Linked DNA regions of Mus musculus: all the other regions are linked to region 2. The links are chromatin contacts, called in public Hi-C and promoter capture Hi-C maps. All regions are on one chromosome and are shown on one strand. Each heading gives the region's core, a stretch centred on a gene start, on an enhancer-like site or on the middle of the called end of the contact. The rest is flanking DNA. Distances are from core to core; before and after follow the strand shown. Region 1 holds the start of Cpne3 (copine III). Region 2 holds the start of Ufl1 (UFM1 specific ligase 1). Region 3 holds the start of Wwp1 (WW domain containing E3 ubiquitin protein ligase 1).

Region 1 (2,890 bases), core at 187-2,686, 5.7 Mb after region 2:
TCTTTGCTTTCTGTCTTCTTTAATGATCACTGCTGGGTCTTGGAAGGAGGGGGCATGATGCAACTATCCCATTTAGGGGTATGCTTTCCTTAGTCTCACCCTCTGTGCCTTGGACATTTGCGGGACTCTGTTCACCACGGCTGCAAACAGAAGCTGCTCTGATGAGAGCGGAGAGGTGCATTAATCTATGAGTTTAACGAAAAGCCATTAGGAGCTGACTTGATACTCTGTCCATTGAGCAGAATATTTATAGTAGATTCTCCCCTGGGTCTGTGACCTGCCTAGCTGTTGTTTTTGCCTCGATAATAGTGCCAGGTATGGATTTCATTTTGTGGAGTGGAGTGGAACTTAAATCCAATCAGAAAGTGGTGAGTTATTTCCATGATATTCCTGCCACTATTGCACAAAGGGCATGTCTTTCCAGGCTGCTCATCACTGGCGCTCTAGGGTTCACTGCTGGGTAAGACTGAGATGACCTTTCTCCTCTGGAAGCTTACATATCACATTCCATTCTTTAGTCCTTTCTATTGAGTGTCCCCCCCCCCCCCCGCCTTTTTCCCCTCACCAATGTAAGTGAAGTAACTTTTGTAATACTGTTCGTTTGTCTTTGTTGATTTTTATCCCATTTTTTTCCAGCAGATATTTTAAATTTTCATTCAATAGAAGGATGTGACTTTGAGTACCCATCACCATAGGCATTTTGAGATTAGCATAATCTGATGACTTTAGGCAAATTGAACAACTGTTTACCTACCACATTTCACAGTATTTTCTTGCACCATTCTTATGAAAAGGCACGTGGCGCTAAACACATAACAAAGCTTTTGTGACGACCAAATAAAATAAATATATATTAAATAAAATAAGCATGTAAAATTACTCTGGGAAGGTGTACGCTCTACAGAAGGATGCTTAAGAGCTGGCATTTCACACTATTTCCTTGTCCAGATCTGTTTTCTTTCTTTATTTTTTTAAGGTTTATTTGTTTTGCTTTGCATGTATGAATGTTTTGCTTGCATGTTTGTACACACACACACACACACACACACACACACACACACACACATACACACACACCTGCCTGCTGCCTTGGGGAGATCAGAAGAGAATGCCAGATCCTCTGGAATGTGCTAGATGTTTGTGAGCTACAAACCGGGAACTCTGCAAGAGCAACAAGTGCTCTTCACTTCCGAGCCCCCCCCCCCTCCCCCCCAGACCAGATCAGATATTTTACTGCCTAAAGTCAATTACGGGTTTTGTAAGAATTCTTTAAAAGGTCAGCGGGTTGAGGCGCAGCAAAGAAAACTGGGAGTGAAAATGGGTTGAAATGGGTTGGGCAGCAAGCTCCCTATCAAAAGCAAAACTTCACCTTGGTCCCGCCCACAAGCTCCGCCCTCGCCCCTCCGCTCCGGGACTCCGCCCACGAGCCCCGCCCCTCCGCGGTCCAGCCCTCAGGTTCCAGTAAAGCCCCTGCGGTCCTGCCGCCTTGCGGTGCTCCTCGCTGGCTCTCCACCCTCACTCGACTTCTGCGGCGATATAGCACGTGAGTGCGTGACTTTTCCCAGCTCCGGAGCCGTGTGTCCCAGCCCAAGCCTGCAGCCTCCCGGGAAGCGGGCCGGTCCCGGGCGGGAAGACTTAGGGCCCTCAGGCTTCCATGGCCCGTCCCTCCGGGCCCCGGGCGCTGGAAGTGCTCCGTGGGTTTCCGGTGCCCACTCTGGGGACTCCCGAGTGTCGCGTGCTGGGTCCGCGGCCCGTGGAAGTCCGGGGCTGGGGGTCAGCCTGGGGGCCGCGAGCGCCTCCTGGGCCTGCGGCTCGCGCACCTGAAGAACCCTGCCGGGGATCCGCGGGCCTCGAGTGGAAGGGCAGGGTGGGGCGAAGGGTTACAGCCCCGAAATCTCGGTCCCGCTCAGCGGGGAAAGATTGGTGAACCAGACGAACCGGTCGTGTGGGGGAACGGTGGAGGAAAGGCTGCGTGCTGAGGGAAAAGGTGCTACTGAATTCGGTGCAAAGCTGGGCCTGGGTGAAGTCCTAGCAAGCTCCTGCACCTGTGTCCAGGGCTTTGGGCTCACTGCACACGCGACGCGAAGGAAGGGCAGTGCCACTTACTTGTTTTGCAGTCAGAAACTTGAGAGCATAGTGACCGTTAGTGTTGGCGCTAATGCACTTGACTGCGATCAGCTTTTGTTTCTTTCTGTTGTGTTTGTGGCCGCCAATAATCAGAGGGTGAAGTAGGATTAAAATAACCAGTGGTTTGCAGTGACCCACAACCTCTGTGTTAAGACCATTTTTATATATAGTTAGCTCACAACAAGCATAAATGCGACTATTATCTTTTTCACTCCTCAGGAAACTGGAATTAATTTATGAAACTTGGCACCTCTGAAAGTGGTAGCATTAGGTTTCGATTGTGGTCTGTACTTTTTTTTTAATACTTTACGATTTACAAAAGTAAGTGAATCTTATTTCACAAGAAAGGCAGTGACTATCTGTCTAGTTTCAAGTATGTTCTGAGGTTTTGTTATCTGTCTAACCTTTGGGTGGGATGCCCAACCCTTTATGGTGTGTTTCTACATTTGTAAAATGGATATAGCACTGATGTGTCAGAGTGGTGAGGGCTAAATAAAATGTTTGTAGATCACTCATCGAAGTGTCTGATACATAAATAACGATAAGATAAATGATGATGGTAGTTGTAGTGACAACAGTGGATTCTCAGAATCTATCTGCTTTTCAACACTCCCCCTCACCCTGCCCCCTCTGTTTTGAGAATATTTTTTAAAAGGCGGCCCCTTTTGGCTGATGAGTTGAAAAATGCACCCCACTCGAGCCTGAAAATCTAGTGCCTCATCTCCAAGATTGGACCATGCAGAAGCTCTCTTAATGAGACAAA
Region 2 (2,846 bases), core at 285-2,784:
CAACAAGGCCACACCTCCAAATAGTGTCACTCCCTGGGTTAAGCATATACAAATCATCACATCAACCACGTACTTTATATCTTATAGCACTAGGAGGAAGGATGTCAAATGTTTAATCTTGGATAATATATGTTAGGTGTTTGATATAATGCAAATGTTATCCATGTATGCATATGTTCAAGCATCACAGTGTTTCATTGCTGTCTCTAATTTGTTTTTATGTCAAAAGACAATTTCTAAATGATTCCAAGAATGTGTAATAAATCCTGTACACACTGTAGCTAAAGACATCAACTATCCACAGACTGTCTGCATGTCAACATTAACAAGGTATTTGTACAACTACAGACAGCTATCATAAAATTTTATAAAGAATGGAATGTCAGCTCTCCAAATCTATACAAGTTCGTTCTTTAAAAGAATCTCCTACCCTTTAAAAAACAGCTGCGTAGTGTTTGCTCTGTTTAAAGTTCCTCTGTAATATCATATATTGGTCAAAAATTACTACCTCCCTCCCTCCCTCCCTCCCTCCCTCCCTCCCTCCCTCCAAAGCACTTAAAATGATGGGTGGGAAGATGCTTGAAGGTTAAAGTGCTCTCTGTGCAAGCATACAGACTTGAATTCAGAGCCCAAGCTCATCTTGAAACCTGGGTATGATCATCAACCTGACTGGGAGATGAAGCCAGGAGGAAACTCAGGGGCTGGCTGGCCAGTAAACCTACTTGATGGGAGGCTGGCCTACCTTTCTGAGAGAGTCTGCTTCAAAGGATAAGATGGAATGCCAAGCTTTATCATGGAGTTCTCTAAATTTAATCAAAGCTAGGCACTTCAGAAGCCAAATGGATTTATCTACTGGACGTGTTATATGGACTAATATATTTACATAGGAAAGAAGCAAAATATTCTTTACTAAGTACAATCAGCCTTCTGATTTCCCCATTGATTAAGATTGGAAAATGGTATGTGTGAATAAACAATGGCAGCAGTTATCTTGTCTAAGAAGTACAATGCCATTGCCTTCCCTAGTTTCACTCCCAGCAACGATTATTCCTTTGTCCGAGTAAATAATAATAATAATAATAATAATAATAATAATAATAATAATAATAAGCTTTAGAACACATGAACTGAAGTCCATGGCGTTTGCTATACCCAAATAGATTCATTTTGGAAGAACAAAATTCAAACTGATGCAGTAGTGTGGAACAAGTTTCTCTAAAACTGACTTCATTCTTGGCTCAAGTAAAAGCCCCATTCACTGTTCAAAGTGGATTAGTCACGGTTTGTAAGAGTCCCACAAAAGAAGTATGTCTCGTCCGCTCAGCAAGGGCGGAAGATCATTTGATGGTTGCTGGACAGAAACAGGAACCTTGCAAAAAGGATTACTGAGTCAGCATCAGCTTGGCTTTGTAGGAGTTTAGGAAGCCGCTTCCCGCAGGCCACGCCCAGCTGAGGGCGGAGAGCTCGGCAGTCGCGTTTCTGTTCGCGAATTTCCTTGACGCAGGTCTCTTGGCCCTCTGCGCGGTCCGTCCCGGGGTGCCTGCGGCAGGCTGAAGGCTGACGTGTCTGCCGTTTCCCTGTGTCGGGGCGAGCGGAGCAGTGATGGCGGACGCCTGGGAGGAGATCCGGCGGCTGGCGGCTGACTTCCAGCGGGCGCAGTTTGCAGAGTCCACGCAAAGGTGCTGGTTCCCTGCGGTGTGGAGCCGGCTTAGGCCCGGGACGCTGCCCCGCTCCCGCACTGCCTGCCGGAACGCGGTGGGACCCCGGAGCCGGTCTGCTGCGGCGGCTGTCGGTAGAGGCGCTCGCTGCCCGGCCTAGGGCGAGCTTGCAAAGTCCCCAGTGCAGCGCGCAGCAAGTAGTCTGTCCCTCCTCCAAATCCTTTTTACGTGCAGCCACAGATCTAAGCCAGGCCCACATGCCATCTGTCATATTTTAGGGACTCCGGGACACCAACTTTTCTACACTCCAGAAATGGGGGAGTGGCCGAATTACCCCGACTCTGCGCCCGTGATTACACATCGCATATATAAGGCGAATAGACTTTGTCTCCCTGTCAACGAGTTCTTGTAGTATTTTATTTCTCTTGGACCTAAACACAGTAGTCCGTTGATGCTGTTCTATAACATTGAGAGCTACAGACATACATACACTCTCACAACAAACAAACAACAAAACCCGGGGAAAAAATTTAGTGCAAGATGGCTGTGAGTAGCTAACATTATAGTACCTATAGTTCTGCTAAGCCACATGACCTGTCTGTACACCAACTGTACCAGTAAGGCCAACATACTGTGATTTTAAAGAAAAGTTTGTTTGTTTTCAGCTGGAAAATTTGATACTTGAAGGCAGGACTAGGAGAGAACATCTGTAGAATCATAATACAGTGACGTGTGTGAATTAAATAAATAATTCAAGGGAATATAAACCTACTCTCAAGTTTTCTTTTTAAATTACTCAACCAATATCATCATACTAATAAAGGACAGATTTTGTAATGTAGAAGTTACTCAAAATTTTGCTTTCAAATACCTGGGGGGGGGGGGGGCGGCATAGCAAGTACACTCTTAAACTCCTGGCTTCGCACAGGTTGTCAGAGCGGAACTGCATTGAGATTGTGAATAAATTGATCTCTCAGAAACAGCTGGAAGTAGTCCATACACTTGACGGCAAGGAATATATCACTCCAGCCCAAATCAGTAAAGAAATGAGAGACGAGCTACATGTCCGAGGTGGTAAGTAATTCCTCAGTGTCATGCTTTTGTCTTTACCGGATGTTTGAAGAAAATACATTAAATTAAAAATAAGTACTTACGTGGAGGTTATAGGGCATTCTCCTCAATGGCTCC
Region 3 (2,747 bases), core at 20-2,519, 5.6 Mb after region 2:
GTTTTGGACCAGTCATTTATCACAGCAAGAGGAATAGGTTGAAGAAAAGTAAAATTGTCATGTACATTTTTGAGAGATTTTTGTGCACCATAGGCATATGCCCCTAACTTATATGTAAAATTAGGGGCTAGTAACTAATGGACCAGAGTGGAAAAGAATGAACGTTTGTTCATTCAAGTGGTATTTACTGAGTCCTACAAATACTCATGGAGCCTTAGTGTTCTTCTTGGTAGACTACTTTTTTCTCTTCTTCAAAAGTTGCAGCAACAACGGAGTGAATCAGAAAGGTGGTTTAATGTTAACAAGATATTTAGAACAGAAATGTTACAAGGTGATTAGGCTGAGAACTTGTTACCTATGGAGTAGTGAAGTTAAAGGTGTCACAGGCAACAAGAAGCCAGGATTCGTGAACTTTTCTGACAAGAGAACTAGTCGGCTCTGGGGTGGGTTTAAATTAATTTGTGAGGTCTAGCTGAGGTGTTTGGCTAAATGTACTATTTATTCTGGAAGAACTTTTGTTCTTTCTCTGAAGTAGAATGGCGGGCCATATGGTGAGTAATGTGGTCATTACACTGCAGTGTGACCTTTCTCGCAATGTAAATTACCAACAGCTCTTTTCTAAACCAGTTGACTCATTGTGTCAAAGAGTCAAGAGACAGCTACCTTTCAGAATTACTGTGTCCATTAACTGTACGAAAAGGGATATATGCACTTGCTCAATCAGTAGTAGCTTTGTCCCTGGGCCACTGTGGTGCCAAGAGAAAGGAACAATTTCATTACCAACACAATGGTCTCGTGTGACTACCATTACTAATGGACCCTAAATCAAATATTAAAGCGAGGTCAAGGGGTTTTCCTTCGCAGCCTACTTTGGCTGCGAAAGCACGGACGTGCCTGGAGGGTCTTCCCTGAGGTTATGCAGGAAGCTCTGCAGCTGACTGAACAGACCAGGTAGCTGCTGTTCACAAGTCACCACCGGCTTCCCGGCGGCTGCCCCGCCCCCTTTCCGGCTCTGGCTCCACCTCCTCTCCCTTATTGGTTGGCGTGCCTCTCCGCCTGACCGCCTGGAAGACCCGGAGGAGCGGAGTGGCCCCTAGGCGGGCTGGGCGCGCGCTCGCTGCGCATGCTCGAGGGCAGCTGGATTCCCGGTCTGGACCAGAGGCTCAGAGCGGCCCCGGCGGGGAGGCGCGCCCGTGCGCGGCAGCGGCAGCGGAGTCGCGAGCACGCTGCGCGCTCCCGAGGAAGGGAGGTGTAGGCCGGGGTGGGTGGGGGGAGGGCCGGGTGTCGGCGCGCTTGGCGTGCGGGATCCGAGTGGCTGCGGGCGGCCTGAGCTGCCCGGCCGACGCCTGCTGCGAGATGGCGATCTTGGGCGCGGAGGGCTGAGGAGGCGCCGCCGCGGTGGCTGCGGGCCCCGGGAGCCGCAGCTTTGCGCGGGTAAGTACAGCGGGGCTCTGGAGGGCGGCCGGGCCGGAGTTCGCCGGGGTGGGGTCGCCGGGCTTGCCCCGAGCTGGCCCTGGCACCGGCCTGTGCGGGTGACACCGGAGCCCGGCGAAGTGGCTCGGTGACTGCAGTGCTCAGCCTCCTGACCGGCGGCTTGCTGGCGTCCCAGCTTCCCCGCCTCAGAACTGCTGCCCTGACTTTCACCCGGATCCCACCGGCGCGAGCCGGGACGCCAGCCTCAGAACGTCCTTTTCTGACACGTTTTTAGCATTCAGCTTTTTTTTTTTTTTCACTGACTCCGCACCTCCTCTCACCAACAATCTTAATCTCCACCTTTGGTGACCTGGTAGGTTCAAGTGACCTTGCAAAATTTTCTAATCCTCATCTCGTGATTTGGGTCCTTTTCCTTTAAATCTTCTTTTAAAATGTAGTATTGTTAGGATTTGGTACTTTGCCCGTCGCCTTTAGCCTTTACAGTCCTTAAATGATCAGTTTGTGGCTTAGGGCTGTATGGCTTTCTACTCATCGGTTTGGAGTTGTAAGTTCTTTTGCTCTAAGCGATTCCTCTTCATTATTACCAAAAAGAAGGTGTATCTATTATGCTTTTGAAATATTTTACTCGTCCACCATAAAATATTTCACAAATGTCTGTGTTTTCCCTGTTAATGTTTCATCTTTTTGTGTGCATAAAATTGAATTCCTCCCCCTAAAATGCCGCTACTTAGAGTTATGGAAAAAAATGCCAGAGTTACCTTCCCACTCCCCATTTGGTGTTTTTTTTACCCCTGATGAAATACCCTGTTCACAGTTGTCTGTAGGTTTCTGTAAGAGTTTTTGCTTATGTATAAATCCACTTAACATGTCTCACCAAGTCTGTATGTAACTGCTAGTAAAACTCTCCTTTTAAAAAAGACATTCTTTCATTTATCTAACTTCCTTGAGCCATAAAACTATGTGCTTAAGCTGACTGAAAATTACCATTTTTTAAATAACTAGTTAACATTTTAAATTCAAAGATAATGTCCAAGTGTTGGAGCTGTTGAAATTGAGATGCTTGAGAAATGTGACTTAGCTCTTTGAGACATAGATTATTAACATTTCCAAATAATTCTTCACGTAAAATGTAGAGCTGCTTTTAAGACACTGTACTTTTGAAACCCAGGGCATGGCTGATCAGGTCTCTTGCCTTCAAAGAGATGGTAATCTCTTGAGTTGGCTGAAATTTCTGTTACATCCTTGCACAATTATTAAGCATCAACTGCATGACAGTGAGGTATTTGGAGGTATATGTAGATCAAATGGTTAGC

The links. Promoter capture Hi-C pulls out the DNA fragments that hold promoters and counts their contacts. A called contact is a pair of places that touch in the nucleus more often than the background predicts.
Region 1: a Hi-C map of muscle stem cells shows a contact between it and region 2, with 5 times the contacts expected there. The contact joins the promoter of Cpne3 here to the promoter of Ufl1 in region 2. A contact is called at or near these places in 1 of 39 promoter capture datasets (pre-B cells) and 1 of 484 Hi-C or Micro-C datasets (muscle stem cells).
Region 3: a contact with region 2 is called in a promoter capture Hi-C map of pre-B cells. The contact joins the promoter of Wwp1 here to the promoter of Ufl1 in region 2. A contact is called at or near these places in 1 of 39 promoter capture datasets (pre-B cells) and 1 of 484 Hi-C or Micro-C datasets (CD4 T cells).

What each region holds. Positions count from the first base shown.
Region 1 is chr4:19,568,654-19,571,543 of GRCm38.p6, reverse strand. It overlaps Cpne3 (copine III), which reads left to right and starts at 1,436. Exons shown (of 16, transcript NM_027769.3): 1 at 1,436-1,543.
Region 2 is chr4:25,280,509-25,283,354 of GRCm38.p6, reverse strand. It overlaps Ufl1 (UFM1 specific ligase 1), which reads left to right and starts at 1,534. Exons shown (of 20, transcript NM_001355512.1): 1 at 1,534-1,679; 2 at 2,587-2,732. The coding sequence starts at 1,603.
Region 3 is chr4:19,707,526-19,710,272 of GRCm38.p6, reverse strand. Wwp1 (WW domain containing E3 ubiquitin protein ligase 1) reads left to right here and starts at 1,269. Exons shown (of 25, transcript NM_177327.5): 1 at 1,269-1,434.